Linked DNA regions of Mus musculus: all the other regions are linked to region 3. Evidence: chromatin contacts called from public ChIA-PET and promoter capture Hi-C data. All regions are on one chromosome and are shown on one strand. Each heading gives the region's core, a stretch centred on a gene start, on an enhancer-like site or on the middle of the called end of the contact. The rest is flanking DNA. Distances are from core to core; before and after follow the strand shown.

Evidence for each region. Promoter capture Hi-C pulls out the DNA fragments that hold promoters and counts their contacts. ChIA-PET counts read pairs in DNA pulled down with a chosen protein or histone mark.
Region 1: a promoter capture Hi-C map of stem cell-derived epiblast-like cells shows a contact between it and region 3, with 2.6 times the contacts expected there. The contact joins the promoter of Olfr15 here to the promoter of Pam16 in region 3. A contact is called at or near these places in 1 of 39 promoter capture datasets (stem cell-derived epiblast-like cells) and 1 of 115 datasets of contacts at active chromatin or transcription factors (embryonic stem cells).
Region 2: an RNA polymerase II ChIA-PET map of memory CD8 T cells shows a contact between it and region 3, with 7 read pairs. The contact joins the promoter of Zfp597 here to the promoter of Pam16 in region 3. A contact is called at or near these places in 2 of 39 promoter capture datasets (cranial neural crest and frontonasal cranial neural crest) and 1 of 115 datasets of contacts at active chromatin or transcription factors (memory CD8 T cells).

What each region holds. Positions count from the first base shown.
Region 1 is chr16:3,837,047-3,841,146 of GRCm38.p6, reverse strand. It overlaps Olfr15 (olfactory receptor 15), which reads right to left and starts at 2,172. Exons shown (of 1, transcript NM_008762.2): 1 at 1,234-2,172. The coding sequence starts at 2,172. The coding sequence ends at 1,234.
Region 2 is chr16:3,870,063-3,874,231 of GRCm38.p6, reverse strand. It overlaps Zfp597 (zinc finger protein 597), which reads left to right and starts at 1,858. Exons shown (of 3, transcript NM_001033159.2): 1 at 1,858-2,173; 2 at 2,956-3,082. The coding sequence starts at 2,141. It also overlaps a transcript of Zfp174 not described here and a transcript of Naa60 not described here.
Region 3 is chr16:4,622,175-4,626,385 of GRCm38.p6, reverse strand. It overlaps Pam16 (presequence translocase-asssociated motor 16 homolog (S. cerevisiae)), which reads left to right and starts at 1,440. Exons shown (of 5, transcript NM_025571.1): 1 at 1,440-1,535. The coding sequence starts at 1,533. It also overlaps a transcript of Glis2 not described here.

The DNA of each region.
Region 1 (4,100 bases), core at 923-3,422, 790 kb after region 3:
GTTTTGTTTTGTTTTGCCATTCTAGCAATGAGCAAAGTCATTTAAGAAAATAAAAGAAATACTTGAAGATACAAGAAAAGGAAAATAATAAAAATTGGAGAGGAGTCTCAGAAGAAAATTTACAAGAGCTTATAAGTAAATTTGAAGTATATACTAAGGTAAGGACAGAGGAGGAAGTACGCGAGAGAAGAGGAAGCCACCACGAGGGGCGATAGACCATGAGTACATGGCCAGGAGAAAGAGCAAGTATCTGGGGTACATTGCTGGGGAGGTAGCCAGGCCAGCAGTTAGAAAAATAGATTAAAAATAACCAAAGTCTGAGTCCCATTTATTTGTGAGCTAGTCAGGGATAAGCTTAAATTGCTTGTACTACATACAATATAGGTGTTATTGTTCCAACACACAAGTTTCTTGAGATAAGTTTTGTTCTAAACCAGTTGCTGGATTTCTGGGACAGTAGTGCTGGAAGATTAAAACTTGAAACAGAGGACATGCTTAATGGACAGACTACCCTCCTAAACTTGCTTAAGGAACCATAGCATATCCCATAGTCCACTGACTCATAGCAAACCCGATGGCTCTGGCTGTCAGCTGCAATGATTTAAACAAAGCCAGATGGAGACATTTTAGGCTAGTATTGAAAGGCAAATGGTCTTGCCTATCTTTTCTTATTAATTATCACATTGGATAGAAGGTAAATTTGGATGCAGACATACAGAAAAGGATAATCAGGTGAGAAGGAGATGGGAAGCATGAATAGTTAGCCTGTATGTAGTACTAAGAAGAGACAGAGAACCGGAACACGATGGTGGATGGCTAAGATACCAAGATGAATTCTATTTTCATCTGAAGTTGATAACGTGTGGTGTCAATTCATGGAATTACAGAAAATTATACAAGAAACTTCACGTTTCTTTCCTTAGGAAGTAAAAAAAATTCATCAGAATTATGCTATAACACATAATGTGGACCTCAGAGTCAGGGACACTGAAATGGATCTGTTGTAGGTCAATAGTCTCTGGACCTACAACGATACATATCTGCCCTGTTACCTGTGGTCCACAGTCGTATTTCTGGAAAATAAACAAAGAATGTCTCAAGTAACACTAACCATCTTCCAAATGTGTAGAATTGTCAGGAATATGCATTGGCTTTACTGAAGACAGAACTTCTCATAAGAAAACAGAATGCAAGGTGGAGAGGCAATAAGAAATGAAGACGATTGTGCTGTCCTCAGCTGGCTCCTCTTCCTTTCCCCAGCAATCTTCCCAGGGCCCCCTTCACTTCTTTGTTTCTTAGAGTATAGATGAGCGGATTCACCATGGGTGTGACCACAGAGTAGAAGAGAGAAATGAATTTTCCTTGGCTTTGATTACTGCTCTTAGCTGGAAGCAGATACCCATAGATCGCAGAGCCATAGAAGAGAAACACTACCACCAAGTGGGAGACACACGTATTGAAAGCCTTTCGACGTCCCTCCACAGAGCGGATCTTCATCACTGCCTGAGCAATGAAGCAGTAAGAGACCAGGATGACGCTTACTGGGACCACAGTGAAGAAGGTACAAACACCATTGAGCACCGCCTCATTGAGACTTGTGTCTCCACAGGCCAATTTAATCATGGCGGGTACCTCACACAGGAAGTTGTCCACTTTTCGGTGTCCGCAAAATGGGAGCTGGAGAGTGAATGTTGACTGAATCACGGAGTTGCCTAAGCCACCCAACCAGCTAATAGCAGCCAGCCCCCAGCAGAGGCGAGGATTCATGACGGTCATGTAGTGCAGGGGCCGACAAACTGCCACATACCGATCAAATGCCATCACCACGAGCAGTATGCACTCAGTAGCCCCCAGCCAAAGGAAAACATAGAGTTGAGTTACACACCCACCATAGCTGATTGTCTTGTCTGGCCCCCATAAATTTTTCAGCATCTGAGGGACTGAACTGGTAGTAAAGGCAAGGTCTAGAGAGGAGAGGTTGCTGAGGAAGAAGTACATGGGTGTGTGGAGCCGAGCATCAAGGCGCGAAAGCAGGATGATGGTCAAGTTCCCAACCAGCGTCAACAAGTAAGAGGCCAGGATGACAGCAAAAAAGATGATCTCCAGATGGGGATGGTCAGAGACACCCATCAGAATGAAGCTCCCAGAGGAGCTGTTGCTGTCCACCTCCATCACCGGCTGCCTCAGTCACTGAAGTTTGCTCAGGCAAGGGAAGAGGCAGCTACTGCTAAACCTGCATCCAAAGTGCACCTCAGGCTCCGCAGCTAAAGCCCAGTCCACCCTTCCTGGCCACGAGCTTTCATGCAAGCCCTGGTTGTCAGTTGAGCTGGGATGTCAAAAGGGACCTAGCACAGAGATGAAGGGAGTGCCTTGTGAGGACAGACAACAGCTAGGGCAACAGGTCAGAGGGGCAGGTTAGATCAGATACCTTCTCAAAACACCAATTTCCTCAGCCAAGTTTTCTTTTGCTCTAAGAGGGAAACACACAGTGAATTTGGAAAATCTCCCCGGAAGTTACTGATAGATTTCTTTCTCAGGCTTGAAAGGATGGCTCAACATTTAAGAGCACAGAATGCTCTTGCAGAGATTCCAACTTTGGATTTCAGCGCCCTTATCTCACAATAGCCTATAAGTCCAGTTCCAGGGAATCTGACATGCACTTCTGGCAACTGCACATATGTGAACATACCACCCAAAATTCATGCCTACATGATTTAAAATAAAGTCTTTTTTTTTTTTTTTTGGACAGTCTGTCATTATACAGCCCTAGGCAGACTGGAAGTTGCTGTGTAGACCAAGCTAGCCTTAACAGAGATCCCACCTGCTCTGTTTTCTGAGTATTGAGATTAAAGCCATGTGGCACCATGACCATCAAAATAAATAATCTTTAAAATAAATAATCTTTAAAGAAATTCCTTTTCTCTGTCTTTTATAGTCCTCTCTTCTCAAATTAAAACTCCTGGTCTGGAAAGATCATCATGTGTCTATCGGATCTCAAAAAAAAAAAAAAAAAAAAGAGAGATGGTAGGAGCTGGAGAGATGTTCAGCCATTGAGAGCATTGGTTGCTCTTCCAGAGGACCAAGGTCCAGTTCCCAGCAGCCACCTGGAGGCTCACAACTGTCTGCAACTCAAACTCTGATAGATCTGATGCTTTCTTCTGCCCTCCATGGGCACTGCATACATGCAGCACACATATATACACGCAGGTAAAACATACACACCCAAAATAATTTAAAAAACTAACGAGAATACTGAATATTCACCATACACAAAAAGCATGAATTTGTCAGTGAAGAAGGTGAATATAGAACAAATAAACACATGCCAAAAAAGCTTAAGTCAAATGTGTGAAATATATAAGTGGATTTTCTGTAAGGAAGTTAAATCAATCTACATGTGTCCATAGTAAGGGAAATTAAAATATACCTGATAATTTGAAGTCTACTGTGTTTACTGCTAAACCAAGGAATCATTCTTAACATTCTCAAAGCAGCAAACACACTCTTGTCAATAACAGCCAATTAACATCTCCTTGGGCAGTGTGTGTGTGCACAGAAGTCAGCCTTAAGTGTTATTCCTCAGAAGTGGTACTCTTTGCTTTTTTAATCAGGGTCTCTTATGGTAACCTAGGGTTTCTTGGTTAGCCCCACATGTTTTCCCTGTCCAGTCTTGGGATGACAAGGTGTACTGTCACATCTAACTTCTTCATACCACCACAGCTGCCTTTTTATGTAGGTGCCGTGGATTGAACTCAGGTCCTCAGACTTGTGTGACAAGCACTTTACCCACAAGACTGCTATTTCTAAATATAAGAAAACCAAGATCTTTTCTCTTCTTTTGCCTACTAATTAAAAGGATCTAAACAGTAAATAATTCATGGGTCACCTAGAAACCAACAGTTGGGAGAGAATTCTGTCGTTTCTCTGAACTGTGGCCTGTCTGTTCCATGGGAACTTCAGCTACTGGCCTAACCAGGGAAGTGTGTAGGTGAGCTTAGGGGCTTTTATTGCAACTGTCAAGGGCCACTTGACTAAAGATTGAAACTGTCCTTTTTAATCCACATATAGCAAAATATTGGTAATCCTGATGCTAGAATCCA
Region 2 (4,169 bases), core at 609-3,108, 750 kb after region 3:
TCTTCAGTATTTTGAAGTGGTCTAGGTCTGTAGGGAAGTTTGTTCTCATTTTTTCATCTGTCAGTGAAGCATTTGGGTTTTTTACCCTGGGGTCTTTAGTGATCATTCCCAGACAATTTAGATAATAATGGATAGCTTGTCCTTGTGAGAATGTTACTGACTTTCTACTTGCATTTTTCCTTTACCCAGAGTTTTTACTTTGTAGTTAGATGGCTAGAGTGTGTCAGACTCTTCTCCCAGTGACAGAGCACTTGCATTGATAGGCCAAACCCTAATGAATCTTTATTCTTGAAAAACTTGGGATGGGTCCATTAAACAAAAAAAGTTAGCATGCAGTAGCTGTGTTCCATTGGCATTATCAACATATTTAATAGGAAACACGGGCCTGTATGCTGCCACTGAGCCCCAGAATGAACACAACTGCTTTAATTGTTTCGTTAGATTCTGTTGTTGGCAGTTGAAACTATCCTGACATTCTGTCAAATCCCACTACTCTTCACCTCAAATGTTTTAATAACCATGCAGCCAATCCCTGAGTAACCTGACATTAGCATAACAGATTATGTTGGCACTGGGTGGGGTGGCCTCATCTCTAATCCCAGCACTTGGGTGGCAGAAGCAAATGGATGTGTTCGATGTTGGAGGCCAGGCTGGTCTACAGAGCAAGTTCTGAGCAGCCAAGGGCATAGAGTAAGACTCCATCTCTAACGAAAGAGACAAGAGACCTGGGGTTTATTTGGAATTTTCAAGGTACTAATCTTGTTTGTTGACCCCCAAACTCTTTCTCATAATCTGGCGAATCTTTTCACTTAACATCTTATAATAGTTTAAATTGCCCTCTGTATTATCAAAGAGAGGCACTATGGGCTCTTTGCAGCTGAGGAAAGCAAAGTTAAAAGGTGTCCAGATGTGGGTTTGGATCTAGCTACTAAGGGGTACTGAGGCAAGACCTTAATTGCAGGTCTACTGGGGCTATACAGTGATTTCAGAGTTAGCTTGGGTCAACCTCATTTCAAAATAAAGTTTAAAACAAGGATAGGGGTCTGAGCTCAGTGGTAGAAAGTCTACTATGCGTGAAACCGTAGTTTCACCCTCAGTACCAAAGGGGGGAAAATTGGCACGATCATCTAATTAGTGACAGTTCTAGAAAGAGCTCGACTTTATGATTTTGAATCTTCAATTCGCTGCTCAATGTTGGTTACAAGAACATTTGCCACTAGGGCAGGTCCAGACATCCTGCGAAGGAAATCCGCGGTCTATTCCCGCTCGATGTCCGCTATGGGCCCCAATCATTTGGTTGGACTACACCTGTCGGGTACAATGGTTCATGTCCCTAGAATACTTCGGGAACGGACACGAGCAACAAGGCTAACCTGACCTGAATTTGTGATTGCACAAAGATAACCTCTTACACACCGTAGCCCCACAATCCATCTGAGACTGGGCTTGGGCCCAAGCTAAGCCTGGATCTCGGGGCCTCTCATTCACCTCACCCCCTCCTACCGAAAGCTCCGGCCCCCCCAGCGTCTGTGTGTTCCCGCCATCCGTGATCGACTCCAGAGTGGTCCGGTCTCTGCTTTCGGAATCACCGTGTCCCTCAGGGACCATTCTACTGCTCCGACTGAACATATCAACAGGCGGGGCACTCACCACCGAGACCCAGCCAGAGGAACCGGAAACGGCTGCTTGTAGAAGCTCAGGAATAGCCTCTCAGTTGCCAGGTGCGATTCAGGTCCTCGGGAAGCTGCTCAATTGGTCCATTAAGGAGGGACCGCCGCCTCGGGAGTACGCTGGCCAATCAGGATGCAGGATGGATGGGGGGGGTCGCTTCCGGCGGTTTCCCTGCAGCTACTGCGTGGGGAGCATGGGAGCGTGGGAGTGTTGTGGTGGCCTCCGCCTCCTTTGTCGCGTCTCGGCTGGGCGTGGCTTCACGCTGCTTCTGCCGGGTTGGGCGAGGTTGTCGGTACTCCGGGGCTGGTGAGTGTGGCTGTTTCAGAGCTGTTTTGGAGAAAGAAGCCGTCAGCTCAGATTCTCAAAGGAGCTTGAGGGCGAAGTGGAAAGGCCTGGCAGCGGAGTTGGAGACTCTCCACTCGAAGTGTTGTCCAAACGTGGGGACTTAAGGAGCCCTTCCTTTCCCCAGATGGCGTCCACGCTCCCCACATCGGATGAGCAGGTGAATTGTGTCGCTATTTTCCTACAGGTGTCCTGACCTGGCGGCAGTTAGACGCGCAGGTCCTGAGGCGCCTCCTCAGATAGCCCTTTGACCAAGCTGTCTTACGTTTCTTGGCTTACCGACTTCCTCATTTCAGAATCATCAGGTGGAGGAGAGCCCTAGCAGGGGTCTATAACAATTTCTCAAAGTTATCTTGCTGAAATGCGTCTCCAAATGGCAGATTCCTGGGCTTCACACCTGTTGAATAATGATAATTAAAACCCAGGTGAATTTTACACCAAAAGCTCTATGGGTTTACAGGAACAGTAAACTTAGGAGAGAACTAGAGCTTTAGGTGGTGGTGGTCGTGATGTGTGTGTGTGTGTGTGTAGCTGAGCAATCACTGATGAAAAAGAAACACAAACTAGCAAAGAATGATGTTAGGAAACTCCTAAAAACTATTTCTCAGGATTCTTACTGGGCTGGCCAGTGTCGTCCCCCCCCCCTTCCCCTCCCTTCTTAGAGAATCCGAAATAATTTCTCTCCCCAAGAATTGTTCACTTATCTTTTCAGGAAAGACTACGTTCTCACGGTGTACTTCTTGATTCTCACACCACTGTTTGAAAATTTATGTTTATGCTCTCTCCCCCACCCTATTCAAGCCATAGAGTTCCCCCAGGGAGGAATATTTTACACCAAGCCTTTTCGCCTTAGAATGCGGAGGGGTTTAGCTCTTTTCAGCCTTCCAGGACACTCAACTGACCTGCTAGCTTTTTATACTAACAACAGTGCTTCTGTTTCAGAGACCACTGCTATTTGAAGATCTGGATGTGTATTTTTCTCAAGAGGAATGTGTGAGTCTGCACCCTGCTCAGAAGACCCTCAGCAGAGAAGCCCCATTGAAGAGTTTTGAGAATTTGGACTCGATAGGTAAGACAGTTGTTTCTCCTGCATTATGGAACTTTCATCAGTTCTAGGATGAACATTGTATGCCTTGTCCACACTGGTGGTGGATTGAGACCTATCTGTGACACACACACACACACACATATTGTGTATTATGTATACGTATCTATCTATCTATCTATCTATCAAAATCACATGTATATGTGGATTTCTATAGCTATAGCAAGAACTTGTAGGAGAGAACAAGTGTCAGAGTCAGATAATGTTTTCCCTTGTGTGAGCATGAGGGCCAGTGCACATGCATTAGTGTGCAGGCCAGTGGTGATGTCAGGTGACTTTCTCATTTGTTCTCCACTCTACTTACTGAAGTCTAGTTAGCTAGCTTGCCTTGGGATCCCCTGTCTCCATATCCTGAGTGCCAGGATAACAAGGTGGGCCACAACATCTACCTGGCTTTTTCTGGGTGTTGGGGATCCAAATTCCTGTTCTTAGCTTACACTGTAAACATTTTATATGCTGAGCCATCTTCCTAGCCCTGAAATGATTTCTTAAAAGAAATTCAGTCAACAATAGTGACCATGGTTTCATATATGTGCCAGTACCTTGTAATTTCCTTAAATAATTGTTGGAGTCAAATTAATTTTACTCAGAAAACTTCATTAACATAGAGACTTGTCATTTGCTAAAGATTAGAAACAGATTTTCTCTTAAGGGGGTATTTTGCCTTTCTAACGTAAGAGTAACCATATGCAGTATCCCTATGCCTGCATAGACATCTAAACTATTTTTCAAAATTCATGACTTATATTTTCCACTTCTGCCATGTTCATGTTATCCTCTATCTTCTTGAATATATGTGTGTATGTATGTATGTATGTATGTGTGTATGTATGTATGTATGTATATTATATATGTGTGTGTATGTGTATGTATGTGTATATATATGTGTGCGTGTATGTATGTGTGTGTATATTATATGTGTGTGTATGTGTGTGTATGTATGTAAGTGTATGTGTGTATATTATATATGTGTGTGTATGTATGTGTGTGTGTGTATGTGTGTGTGTATATATATGTGTGTGTATGTGTGTGTATATATGTATGTATGTGT
Region 3 (4,211 bases), core at 191-2,690:
TAATTTTATAGTTGGGGGTCACCACAACATGAGGAACTATGTTAAAGGGTTAGGAGAGTTGAGAACCACTAGTCTAGAGGCATCTGACTTAAGGCCATTCACCAAACATACATGAGTACCCATGCCAGGCAGCCGTCCCGGTGCTTGATAGCTAGGAGTAAAGGCATAAATGTCCTGCTCACTGTGAGTGCCTACTCTAGTAGGAGACATAGCAATGATAATAAATGTTAAAAAAAAAAAGAAGAATTATGTCATAGAGCAGTGTCTCTCATCCTTCCTAATGCTGCAGCCCTTTGATACAGTTCCTCATGTTGTGAACCCCAATCATAAAAAATACTTTCATTGCTACTTCATAACTGTAGTTTTGGTACTGTTATATATCACAATGTAAATATTTCTGGAGGTAGAAATTTGCCAAAGGAGTTAAGATGCACAAATTGAGAACTAAGGGGAAAAAAGGAAGCATGAAATGATAATGGAGTCACAAGACCATGTGTTGTTCCGATTCTGAGTCTGTGGACTGTTGAGGAGAAACCCAGACACAAAGTACAGATGAGTAGATTTCAAAGTAGGGACGTGCGTGGCTGCTGGGCAAGAACTGGTCTGATCTGGATGTTGGTCATGGCAAAACTGAACTGTACACTCCAAAAGGTGGAACTGCTTGGTGTGTGAATTACGGCTGTCTTGATGGAACTGTCCCAACACACAGACACACAGACCAGAGAAGGTCTTGTGAGGACTTGACGAGAAGCCTTTGCAAACCAAGCAAAGAAGCTTGACTAGAGACCAAACCTGGCATAAAGATTCCAGAAGCAGCTGGGCAGTGGTGGCGCACGCCTTTTGATACCAGCACTCAGGAGGCAGAGACAGGCAGAATGCAATGAATTCAAGGCCAGCCTGGTCTACAGAGTGAGTTCCAGGACAGCCAGAGTTACACAGAGAAACCCTGTCTCAAAAAAAACAAAACAAACAAAAATCAGAAAAGAATAAACTAAGCATCTGATGTTTAAAGGACACCTCAGACCTTTGAAATCAGGACAGCGTGCTGGGCATGCCACTGTAGTAGGGGACTTGGTGGCCCTCACTGAGGAGATGGCATTAGATTACAAAGTTGACTGAACATGGGCAGAAACAGTTCCTCAGGCGTCTAGGAAAGAGCTTCACCAGAAGGGGCAATGTGAAATAAATCCTATTTTGAAATACCTGGTTCTCTTAAATATTCTAGCGATTTTAACATCCAACCCTATTATACTCTGGTTTATTTCATATGATAGCTTCTTCCTAAGTGTTTTGGGAAAATGAAGGGAAGGCCACCAAACTGCACCAAGTCTGGGGCCGCCCACTGGTCCTCTGGCCCCGAGGCAGGCTCCGCCCACATGCGCGGTGCCGCGAGAGTCACGCCTCTGGAAACGCGTCGCGTCCTTGCGCACGCGCTCTCCGGTCTCCCTTGACCTCTGACCCACCAGCAACCCTTGAGCTGGTCCCACTGGGTCGGGAAGCGGCACCCGTCCCCCTAAAGTGGAGCGTCCGCCATGGTGAGGCCCGGGATGGGGTGTTCGGGAAGGGAGGTCAAATCGGAGTCCAGCAGCGGGCTCTGGTCCTGATGCCGTGAGCCCCCCGGGTTCCTCACAGGAAGCAGAGTCTGTAGCGTGGCGCCCGGTCGGTCGTTGGTGCCCGGGCAGTGACGACCGCGGACCGGGGAATCGAGGCTCGGTTGGCGGAAAGCTCCCGGCCAATCCCGGCCTGTGCGTTCCCTGCCTCGGCGTGCGCGGTCCGCTGTGGGCAGTGGGAGGAGACGGTCGTTGACTGGGCCGGCTCCTGAGTGGCAGGACTCGGCGATATTGGTGTTGTGTCGCTTGGCTTTTAACCGCGTTTGACAGTTGGCTCATCCAAGGAAGTGGTAGACCTGAGACTTGCTAGAATTGAAACCAGAAAGGCTGAGCGTTTTGGCACCATTGGCACCTGAAAGTTGCCCGCAGGTTCTTGAGATTTGCCCCTAAGTGATTGGAAGGTTAGGGAAGCCTATTTATCTGTTTGTTTGAGACTAAGTACCACTATGTATATAGATAGTGTGGCTCGCCCGGAACGCCCTATGTGCTCAAGCTGGCTTTAAACTCACTGAGATCCTTTTGTCTCTGCCTCTGGCTCCCAAGGGCTGGCAGTAAAGGTGTGCGCCATCTCACCCAGCTGGGAGCATCTTCCTTGACCATGGGAAAGTAGGTAGTAGTTAACCGCTCACAATGCGTTGTCTGGAGCTGAAGCTTTATGTAGATTGTCATTTAAGCCTTCTCAATCGTCCCCATTTTAATTTAAGGGATTTGAAGCTCAGAGAATTTGACTTTTCCAAGCTCATCTTTCCCACAAGAGTCAGTTTGGCCCCAGCTTTGTTCGTGTTCTGTTCTGAGACTAAACATTTGCCACTATATTATTCCTTGTAATTAGGTCGCTGCCATTTAGTAAGAACCTTTGTTGGTTCCTCGTGGAACTCGGTCTTTAGCGTGCATTCTCCACATTCCACCTTGAACTTACCTCAGCTGCTCGTGTAAGGCTTATACTTGTAAACCCAGCACTTGAAAGGCTGGGCCAGGAAGATCAGGAATTTGTGAGTTCCAGGGCAACTTTAGTACATAGGGCTGAGAGTATAGCTCAGTGTTGCAGTGCTTGCCCACCACAGGTAAAAGGCCTTAAATCCATCCCCAGATGGATTTCTCATCCAAAAGAGGATGAGAAAGTACTGTTGGAAGGTGAGGTAAGAGGAGCCTAGAAGATTACCCCTGGGAGTCCGATTATGTCTAATTTTGTCAGGTCCTTAGGAATGGCCCAGGTTTGGGTTGGGGTACTGTCATGCTTTATAACTCAAACCCTCCTGCCTCCGCTTCCCAAGGACACTACTACCACCATGCCTTGGCAGTGTTGAGTCTCTGACAGTGTCTAGATAGGAAGGAGGTCAGTGCAGTGCATCAGAGGTGGGGCACTGTGCAAGAACTGGGCCCCCGCCAGAGCCTTTCCTCAGCATTGGAGGCATACAGAAATCCTGCCTGGGGAGTGGACTGTATGAGACTGTAGCTTTGACCAAACAGAGCTAAGAGTGACTTGATTAAAGTGTTGATTCATGAACAATCATGTTCTTTCAGATATGTGCTGTTCAGGCCAGTAGGGACCCAGAAACACTGTCATAAATGCCATTGTAGTGCCCACCTTCCTCCTGTCTAGCTGGGACACCAGTAACTATTTGTAAGGCCTGCCACTGTGCACTGGAGGAACACTGTACACAGACCTGAAAGCTAGGGCCCTCCTAGTGCACTTCCATGACTTAAGCATCATTTTTGGGATCCCTGCTCACCACCCTTGTTGAGGTTCTTTGTGCCATATTGCTTCCCAGTTGGGAAATGAAATGTGGTGGTCTGCATTTCCACCTTGCCACTGGGGTATTAGAAGGATACTTGGGGTAAACTGAGGGATAAACCTCCTGCTTTACTTCTTGATGGTGGGGTGCCAGGTTCTTGGGTCACCAACATACTGCTCAGGAGAGGTGAAATACAGTCTAAGATGGGGGGATCATGTTGATAAAGGTGATAGACAGTGGGGGCTGAGAGGATGGCTGTGGTTCTCAAACTCCTGTGCACCCAGACATCACTGGGAACCTCAAAGAGTTGATAACAGGGGCTGGAGAGATGGCTCAGCAGTTAAGAGCACTAACTGCTCTTCTGAAGGTCCTGAGTTCAAATCCCAGCAACCACATGGTGGCTCACAACCACTCATAATGAGATCTGGTTCCCTCTTCTGGGGTGTCTGACGACAGCTACAGTGTACTTACATATAGTAAATAAATCTTAAAAAAAAGAGAGAGAGAGAGTTAGAACAGGGCCTGCGATGAGCCCTAAGGTGTGGGGAATCCAGCTTAGCTCAGGGTAGTGCCAGGAGTGCTGAAAGAGCTTCTGCAGGAGACTTAGGCACTAGGCACTGCTCTGTAGGACACAGCCCCCACCTTCCACCCTCATGGTGGTCCTTGATGAAGGTGACAGTTCTTGCTTGTCCAAACTGCTTTGTTAATGGTGAAGATGCATGCGACTTACTCGGGGTGAACCAGAGATTAAAATACCTTTTGCAGGAAGGGATACCCAGGAAGAAAAGCTCATTGGTAAGGAATCCCTAGATAACTCGTTAGCAAGAGAACTGTAAGTTCCATGCTATGTGACTGGTTGTCATGG